Linked DNA regions of Mus musculus: region 2 is linked to region 1. Evidence: chromatin contacts called from public Micro-C data. All regions are on one chromosome and are shown on one strand. Each heading gives the region's core, a stretch centred on a gene start, on an enhancer-like site or on the middle of the called end of the contact. The rest is flanking DNA. Distances are from core to core; before and after follow the strand shown. Region 1 has its middle 52 kb from the start of Gm40754. Region 2 overlaps Gm36283 (predicted gene, 36283).

Region 1 (4,867 bases), core at 891-3,390:
TTTACCTTATGCCATAAAGCAGTTTTTAATAAAGACTAAACGGTAAGAAGGAAAGAAAGGGGGAAAAGATAGGAAGAAGGAAGATACTTCATGCTTTCCCAGCGAGTTCTCTACCCAAGGAATCTGAAGGCTATTTATTCAAATACTGAAGTAGCTAGAAATCAACTGAACTAATATTGACATATGACAAATTTCATTTGGCCACACACTCTGTCAGAAGAAAAAAAAGGTTATTTTTCTTTAAATTAATTTATTCTCTCATACACTGCATCCTGACCACAGCTTCCCTTCCTTTCCCCACCCCCTCCCCACCTCCTCCCTCTCTATCAGCTCCTCCTGTTTCCCTTCAGAATAGGTTAGGCCTCCTAGGGGGGGTATCAACCAAACATGGCCTATCAAGTTGCAAGATTGCACATATCCCTCCCCCATATTAAGACTGGATGGGGCAACCCAGTAGGAGGACAAGGGTCCCCAAAGCAGGCAAAAACATCAGAAACAGTCACCACTTTTTTCTTTTTCATGAAGTTGATTATATTTGGAGAATGATACTTCAACCTACCTTACACTGATAAGTTAAATTGGTACCGGCAAGTAGAAGCATTCTGGTTCCATTTCCCTGAAAGGACAAATGCCATTAAAAAGTTCTACAGTGTCCTTTGTGGGTGTGGTGACTGTTGTGATCTTTGTGCGGCTCCAGAAAGACCACACCAGGCCAAACAGTTCCATGTGAGGTTTATTGAGAGAGAAAAGGGCAAGGTGGTGGCAGAAAGTGAAGGGGGAGAGGGGAAGGAGGGAGGGAGAGGGAGAGGGAGGGAGAGAGAGAGAGAGAGAGAGAGAGAGAGAGAGAGAGAGAGAGAGAGAGAGAGAGAGAGAGGTCTTCCTTTTTATATATGGATAGTGATGTAGCCACAGGTAAAGGTGGGAGGTGAACCAAGTAGATTCTGGGAATATGGTGGCTGTTGCCTTGCCAACAGATGTGTGGGTTGCATTGTCGCCTATATGCGATGTCACAGGTTTCAGAGGTCCTGATACCAACAGTGACAGTATTGGGCCCATCTTTTCCTGTAAACTTAGCAACATTTGTAGCCTTGCACACAAATATTTTCTTCTGCGTCTGGGTCTTAACAGAAGAATCAGTAGTGAAGGGCTAAATGTGGACTGAAATGAGAGATGGAGCAGGCCAAGCTACTACTGAATTGCTGTAAATGCCTCACTGTGAATGGCATTTTGTTTTTGTTTTCTGTTTGTTTTCTTTAAAAGTTCCTTAAAATTTATTTTCACACAGTATATTTCAATCATGTTTTTTTTTCTCCTCAAACTCCTCCCAGATTCTCCCCGTTGAAATAATAATTAATAAATCCTGGCAGTGGGTCCATTACTCATAACCTCAATGGTTTATGTTCCTGAATGAAAGACACACACACACACACACACACACACACCGTTTATATTTCAATATGCCTTAAACAACACAGTAGCTGGGCCACTGCCTAATCTCCATGAGGTTAATTCTGAGTAATTGCTTACTAACTGTCTTAGTCAGGGTTTCTATTCCTATACAAACATCATGACCAAGAAGCAAGTTGGGGAGGAAAGGGTTTATTCAGCTTACACTTTCCACACTGCTGTTCATCACCAAGGAAGTCAGGACTGGAACTCAAGCAGGTCAGGAAGCAGGAGCTGATGCAGAAGCCATGGAGGGATGTTACTTACTGGCTTGCCTCCCCTGGCTTGCTCAGCCTGCTCTCTTATGGAATCAAGACTACCAGCCCAGAGATGGCATCACCCACAAGGGGCCCTTCCCCCTTGATCACTAATTGAGAAAATGCCTTACAGCTGGATCTCATGGAGCCATTTCCTCAACTGAAGCTCCTTTCTCTGTGATAACTCCAGCTGTGTCAAGTTGACACAAAACTAGCCAGTACACTAACTCCATGTGCTATCTTGGCTGTGGTGGACCCAGTTGGACGCCCTCTGAGCTACGCCCTCTGAGCTGTGCACTCCTGGCTCCTTCACATGGTGGCCATGCCTCTCTGTCCTGCACTCTTCTCAGGCATGTCGTCTCTCCTTTCTTCCCTACTCTCCTGGCCTGGCAGATCTCCTTTTCCCTCTTTCCTGGTCCCAAGCCTGGGAAATCCTAAAATTGCACCTGTGTCGGTCCTCCCCAGCTATTGGCTGTTGGCATCTTTATTTACCAATCAGAACCAACTAGGGGCAGGTTCCTAGAAGCTGTGTGCAGACTCCTCTGCAGTTTTTTTTTGGGGGGGGGAGCATAATTAGCATTCATAATACAAGCAGCTACACTCCCCATCTCTGTACCCACTTAGCTTCAAGCCCTTTATCTTTCAAAGGAAAAAAAATAAGAAAAATGTTAAAATAAAACAAAAGGCTCACCAAAAAACCCCATGAGGTCTCTCTCTCTCTCTCTCTCTCTTTCTTTGTTGGTCAACCACTTTTGGGTATGGGACCTGCGCTGAAGTGTGGTTGATATACCCAGTGTCATTCTGTTTCTGTTAGGATTACTATTGCTGTGATGAAACACCATGACCAAAGTAATTTATTTCACCTTAAACTTCCCGGTAACAATCCATTCCTGTGGGGAGTCAAAGCCGGAACTCAAACTCAAACAGGGGAGGATCCTGTAGGCTGGAGCTGATGCAGAGGCCATGGAGGAGTTCTGCTTACTGGCTTGGTCCTTATGGCTAGCTTACCCTGCTTACTATAGAAACAACCTAACCAGGAAAGGCACTACGTACAATGGAGCATTAATCAATCATATCTTACAGCTGGATCTTATGGAGGCATTTCCTTGACTGAGGTTCCCTCCTTCCAGATAACTCTAGCTTGTGTCAAGCAAAGTATTAAGGAGTCAGCACACATTTCCTTGGAGGAAACGGATTCCCCCTTTCCCACCATGTATCAATTGCAAACAGCTTCTTGGTTAGGGAAGGGGCTTTGTGTCTCTTTTCCATTCTCCTCTCTTGGATTTTGTCAGGTTTGAACCTGTGAAAGCCATGTGTGTATTGCCACACTCTCTGTGAGTTCACATGTGTATCAGACCTGTTTTATTTGGTGACTTTTTTTTTTTTCTGGAGATATTTACCATCCCTGGCTCTCACAATTTTTCTACATTCTCTTCAGCATAGATCCCTGAGCCTTGAGCAGAGGGTTTTGTTAACACATCCCAATTAGAACTGAGTGCTCTAAAGTTTCTCATTCTCTGCATACTGTCCAATTATGACTGTCTGTTAATTCCCACCTAGTGCAAGCAGGAGCTTCTCTGATGAGGACTGAGCGATACACTGGTCCATACAGCAATATGTCACATCAAGTGTTACTCTGTTGCTATGTTCTGCAATAGAATAATAACAACAGGCTTTCCTTTAGGCCCATGGTATATCTTGTCTCAGGCTCTTGGCTACTTTATCAGTGTTGAGCATGGGTTTCATTTCATAGAGTGGTCCTTAAGTCCAAGAAAAAGTGGTTGGTTACACCCACAACAGCTGTACCGCCGTTGTGCTTCTATATCTTGCAGGCAGATCATTGTTGTCATTTGTAGGGTTTGTAGCCCACTGATACTGATGGCTACCTTTCTCATTGGTAGCATATAGAGTACCTTCCAGCCACCACAAATACTAGTCAGTAGGCAGAAAGCTTCTAGTTAGGCACTAGCTCCACTTCTCAGTATTCAATGACATAAGTGTTACTCTTAGAACTAGGGTCTTATCATGGAGTGGAGAGCAGCCAATAGCCTTGGCAATAGCCTATGGTGTTTTGAGAGGTATTCACGGAACTCCCTTGGTCAATTATTCCACAAAACGAAACCCATTTCCCGGCACTGGGGAGGATTTTACTTGATGAGTGAGACAGGAGACAGGATTAAGGAGGCAGTGCCAGGAGGGACAACTAACACTAAAGGCTTTGTGAAAAATGATAGGAAAACCTACCACTGTAGAAGCTTCCTAAAACACACACACACACACACACACACACACACACAGACACACACACACACACACGAAAGGAATTTAAGTGTAGTCATCAAGCAATGGAGCAGACAATGTTCCAGCTAGACATTTTTTTTTTTTTCGTTTTTTGAGACAGGGTTTCTCTGTGTAGCCCTGGCTGTCTTGGAACGCACTCTGTAGAGCAGGCTGGCCTCGAACTCAGAAATCTGCCTGCCTCTGCCTCCTGAGTGCTGGGATTAAAGGTGTGCGCCACCATGCCTGGCTTCTAGCTAGACATCTTATACACAAAGGTTTTGAGAGAGGAAAGAGGTGCCTTCTAGACCATTCTGTCTTGCATGTTGTGCAACCTCAGCTAATGAATCCATTAGGTGCTCCTTTTATCTTCCATGACCATCCCTCCCAGTCTTGCACGGCATCCTCAAGGCTCTCTGACTGGCTGCTCTCTCTTATAAGCCCCCGGTGATATCTTTTGCCATCTCGAATCTGTGTGATGCCTGGAGCGTGCATGCGGTGGTCAACAACTTCCTCATGGTCATCCATGGCTTTGTTGGCTTTGGACATATGGCCTCTCTCGCATATCAAGCAAGACCTTTACCCGCCTTTAACAATTACGTGGGCCATTTAGAGCATTCTGTAGGTAAAAACACTTGCCATGAAGCTCTGAGAGCATCAGTTAATTTCCCGGACCCCATATTGTGGAAGGAGAGAACGAACTGTTTAACTTTGTCCTCTAGTCTCCAAACACATACAGTGGTGCTCATGTGCTTACCCTACTTTCATACAGAATAAAAATAAATAAAAAGTAATGTAGAACACTTATTATTGAATATCTATTATGTGAGAGATTCTCTTAGATTCTGGGAAGAATCTCATTAGACATATACCCTATTGACAATTTA
Region 2 (4,867 bases), core at 603-3,102, 340 kb before region 1:
ATTAGTTCACCATGCTACCAGGAACATACGGATCTTTAGTGTCTAGATTCTATATTGTCTAGTCTATATCCCTTTAAGCCTATATATCTGAATTATTTTTCAAAACTCCATCATAAATAATGTCAACATGTTCTTTTCATAATTGTTAGATACAGATATTCTGTACCTGCTTAGCCATTCAATACTGTCCCTCATTACCTGAGTTTCATGTCCTAGTTATTTCAACATGGCCTCCCTCTTCACTTAGCGATTCCTTTATGTTGGTTCTAACACACAATTCTAACCAGAAATGCCTGACCGGGGCTGTTCAAATGACGATGCTTTGCCGGCAGAAAGGTACGAGAGTGTGGCCTTCAAGTGTCCACTGCAGTGCAGATCAAAACACCCACGAGAAAGCAAGACAGTAATGTCCCCGAGACAACAGGGGGATAGAGAAGCCCTTTGGCTTAATGAGAGGCCAGATATAACTGCATCAGGGAAGAGTGGTCAGCCTCTATAGCTGGAGGCTTGTGATTTGGAGAGCTAAAGGGACAGCAAAGGCCATGGCCACAGTAGTGAACAGAAATGTGTTCCAATCAACTCTGACATAATGACCTTTACTCCTATTGAATCAATTGCCATAGACGAATTCAAGGATCTAAATTTAGCACTAAATTACATGTATTTAAATGAATTTGTGAGTGGTCTGTTATTAGTTCCTTCACTGGATCTCACACAAGGCTAGGAGATCTGAGGTAAAGCATACAAATAGCAGACTTTTATCAAGTACAAGAGAATATCGCAGAATGTGACAAACCATGCTCCCAGAGAGGAAGTGGGCTGTTGTGTCCATGATCACAGTCTCCTTAGTAACTTCCATAAGATGCCGTAGCATCCATGAGGCCCCAGTTCCCTCACTGATGTCTGATCTTCAGATGGACATACCAGTCTAACTAGATCAATAGGACACAAAAGCCAGCGCTATTAGAATGTTCGCACAATCTCCTTTGAAGGAGATGCTAGGAAGGGATGTTCCCTCTCCTCCTCTGCCTCCCCAGAAAGGAGGGAAGTACTGTAGAAAGGTAGGCTCTATTCCAACAGTGGAAGACGAAGACCCAGATAGGAAAAGAGAGAATGAAGAGAGCCACTGAACAATAGGGACTTTAAAGGCCATAGGAAGACGAGACATTCCTCTTATACCCCAATGGACCAGAAGAAACAGATTTAGGCTCTGACCAACATCCCAAATAAAAACTGGGGAGAGAAAGCAGAAAAGTTGCATCTTAGAGAAAGATGGACAGGCCCAAAGTTGGCCGGGACCGAACTAGGGAGCAGGAATTCTGGGAAGGAAAAGAAAAGAATAGTAGCCTTTAAAGGGATAATTATTCTACCTCCTTCTGTTTTTTTTGTTTTTGTTTTTGTTTTTGTTTTTGTTTTAAGAATGACTTGAGGTGAGTCTACCTTCCTGGGGTGGTCCTGCCTTTTTTAGAAGAGCAGTGGTGACCTGACCCAACTGAACTATCTGGTCTCTACCACAGCCAGAGAGTTGGCGTCCCTTTGATCTGGAGGGGGTCTAGTTTCCCCTGAATAGACACTTACTACTGTTGGGTTACCTCCACTTTAATATACTGTATACTGAGTATCACTAAGAACAACATAAAACTCTGCATTACAGTCCATGTTTAAAGAACTCCGCAGATCTGAGGAACGGGGATTGCAGGAAGTCAACCTTTCTGTAGACGCAGTTGTTTGATGAAAAACTTTCGAGAAAACAAATGATGCAATTTACAGAGTAGCCGGAGTCCCTGCCAAAGTCCCTTCTTGCTTGGAGAGAACTGGGCTAGGCCTCCACAGGACGAGGCCGTGATAGAGATGTGACTCGCCACTGTCAACACCAAGCTGTGGAGTGAAGAGTGACTTGGAGAGGAAAGAGTCACCATCTCTGAACTGAGCCAGCACATGGTCCTCGAGAGCCAGAAGGAGGAGCCGGAGAGACAAGCTAACGTGCAGAGGATGTGCCAGCTGTCCAGACTGGATACTCTCTGGAGTAGCAAAAACCAAAGGGTTTCTTATAGCTCTTATCAACTACAAAGAAGGCTAGAAGGTAGCTGGGTTTAAGTCAACAAGCTTCTCAATTAAGCACGTATCGTGGCGCGAAGCAGATCACCGCACCTCGGGGACTCAGCATCCCCAAGGATATGTGGTATAGTCCTCCTAAGAGCCAGCACATGAACCGGCTCAGGGGGCACACGCCTTTAATCCCAGCACTCGGGAAACCAAGGCAGGCAGATCTCTGGAATTCGAGGCCAGCCTGGTCTACAGAGCCGAGTTCCAGGACAGCCAGGGTTACACAGGGAAACCCTGTCTGGAGAGGGGGAAAAGCCAGAGACATGAGATTTTCTATGTAAAACTCCAAAGAAACAGAGCCACGTAGTCAACACTGGTCAAATAAGCAGCTACGCCCTACAGAGAACACAGCAGCCTCTCTAGGGCAAGGAAGAGCCTTCAGATCCTATAGCAAGTGTTGTCGGGGTTGGGCTGGGGAGTAAGTGGGGGGGGGTGCTAATACTAAGGATTATCACCTCTACCTCTTTGAAGGAGGAGGCAGAGACTTTGAAAGCAACTGACTTTAGACATTGAAAATGAATACTGCCAGCCTTAAGACTTTCGGGATCCAGGGCACTGAGCTGAGGTGCCACTAAGGAGGCTTATGGCAAGTGGCAGGCAGAGAATTTTGACAGAGTACACTTAGTAACAATTACGGGGGGGGGGGGAACCCTTTCATGTTTGTACCCAGATGCAAGCAAATATCCTCACTAAACTGCTCTTATGTTAATGTTTGCACTTCCTGAACACAAGGAGAAGTGCCCCTCCACAGAGGTTTCCAGGGAAGCAACAGAAGGGACAGGGTGGCAGCTGTGATAAGGTTGTGGTGTTTGAAGGTTACGGTAAGTCTCCATCGAAGGCCAGATATATTGTAGAACAACGGCTGAGTTGAGAAGGGTGGAGCCCCAGAGTCCATCTCAGAAAAGAAATCATTCTCTTGAGCGACTCTAGTTGTCACAAAGGCTGTTGCGAAAGCAGTTGCGCTCTCGATGTAGTTTCTGGCTCCTCTGACGGCTGTCCTTATACTTGTGTGAGTTAAACGCAGACACAAATGTAGCCAAATTCAGACTGGGGACGGAGAGTCAGAACAACTGTTGTGTGGTGACACTTGGGAGCCAGTCCCTGGCTTTTTTTTTTTTTTCTTCCCTTTCTATTAAAAAAAAAAAAACAGTTAGCAAAAGTTCTTTGGCTTAGCAAACCAGATAGAGCATGCAACATTTGAGCCCCAATGCATGACATAAGAAGATGCCCATTTTCATTCAGACTCTGAAATCTCAGGATAAGGAATGAAATGTCAAATAATTTCACACATCTATAGTTTGCTATGCAGCCTTTCCCAGAGACCTCTGCTTCCAGACGAACAGACAAGGGGATTTCCGGCAACCGACACTTGGGTAGAAGGGTCAGTGCCACATCTTTAGGTAACTGTGGTCAGAGGTAAAGATTGCTCCTTCCACAGCTCTGATCCAAAACTTCCTTTCCCCCGGGGGTCTGAGAAGCAGCAGCGCCAGACAGTCTCAGCATTCCTGACATTCCCTAAGGGCTGAGGCAACTCTAACCCTGGCCGCTCCTCAGGCACCTGAGGGACTGGACCACTAGCTCTTCCGTGGGGAGCTGAGTGCAAGGACAGGAGAAAGCCCTAAAGGCAACGCAGAGGAGGGTTAGAAAGTTCAATAAACGATCCTGGTCTAACCAGCAACCCGGGCTCCTATGCTCAGGCCGCAGTGACTCACCTAAGCATGGAAAGAGCTGGAAGGAAGCTGAAAGCCCTTAAGTCCATCCTGAATAAAGATTTTTAGCTAGAATAACTTGGGGGGGGGGGGGGCGGAGCGCGCGTGCGCACACATGAACGCAGGCATGTATGCCTGCCTGCCTGCCTGCCTGTGTGTCCTGTGCGTGGAGTAGGCTCACTGAATCTCTTCAGATTCCCTGTGCTGAACAATCCTTACTAACTTTCCTTGTTCCCTGCTACTCTGTCAACCTTCCTGTCCCTTTGTCTTTCCCCATACACGATCTGGAAGCTTGCTAAGGTAAATGGGAGAACTGGAAGGGTTTTTTTTTTAATTCATTAAAACTGCACACAGCCACTAGAGGGCAGTGCTGATACGAGTCTCTCCAGATTTCCTCTCTCTTCAAACTCAGGCTGGCCCATCCGCACATCCTGTAACAGGATGTTTCTGAACTCTTCCTTCAATTCTCTGCGTAAATAAACAACCCAGGCTGGATACACCCAGACTCACATCCCAGTAAACCCGCGAATCACGCAGGTCCAAATTCCTGGTAACCTACAATCTTGCCTAATTTTATAACATACCACAATCAGAGCTGAAACTCGAACTCTGCCCGAGTTTTGGAATGCCTCTCAAAACGCTATCCGGAAGAGTTAAAAGAACTTTGCCAAGAAAAGGCACGTTAAGTGTTCTAGGGCAGCTTGGCTGTACATGATTCTGTTTTTATTTCTATAGTCAAGTTCTCAGTGTACGCTTTGGTCAAAAGCAGAGGAGCTCAGCTGGGCGAAATCTGTAAGATTAGTCATGTACACAAACAGAGGGACGGAGAGCCACGGATGTTTGTCTTGGCACTATGAGTATAAACTGGGGTCTGCTGAGTCTATCTCAGTGACTCAGTGGACCAAGAAAAGCAAAGATAAAAGCCGTGCGTTCCACGGGCAGAATTTCTTTTCCAAGTAGTTCAGCTTAGGGCTCAGGGATCTTGCACCTCCGCGTAGAAAGCAAGCCAGCATCTCACCACCCAGCCTTAAGCACTAGGGTAGCTGTCTCAG

What was found. Hi-C and Micro-C count contacts between places; a contact is called where the count stands out from the background.
Region 2: a contact with region 1 is called in a Micro-C map of the HL-1 cell line, with 5 times the contacts expected there. The contact joins two enhancer-like sites. A contact is called at or near these places in 1 of 484 Hi-C or Micro-C datasets (the HL-1 cell line) and 2 of 115 datasets of contacts at active chromatin or transcription factors (extraembryonic endoderm stem cells and pancreatic cancer cells).

The regions. Positions count from the first base shown.
Region 1 is chr10:108,105,859-108,110,725 of GRCm38.p6, reverse strand. No RefSeq gene overlaps it. Among named protein-coding and RNA genes, the nearest start is that of Gm40754, 52 kb to the left of the region's middle. Within about 2 kb of position 2,140, at least 5 of the 459 cell types and tissues checked have an H3K27ac peak or open chromatin away from gene starts, as enhancers often do. A contact at or near this core is called in the HL-1 cell line, where this site is marked.
Region 2 is chr10:108,445,611-108,450,477 of GRCm38.p6, reverse strand. All of the region lies in intron 1 of Gm36283 (predicted gene, 36283), which reads right to left. Among named protein-coding and RNA genes, the nearest start is that of Gm36440, 3.2 kb to the right of the region's middle. Within about 2 kb of position 1,852, at least 15 of the 459 cell types and tissues checked have an H3K27ac peak or open chromatin away from gene starts, as enhancers often do. A contact at or near this core is called in the HL-1 cell line, where this site is marked.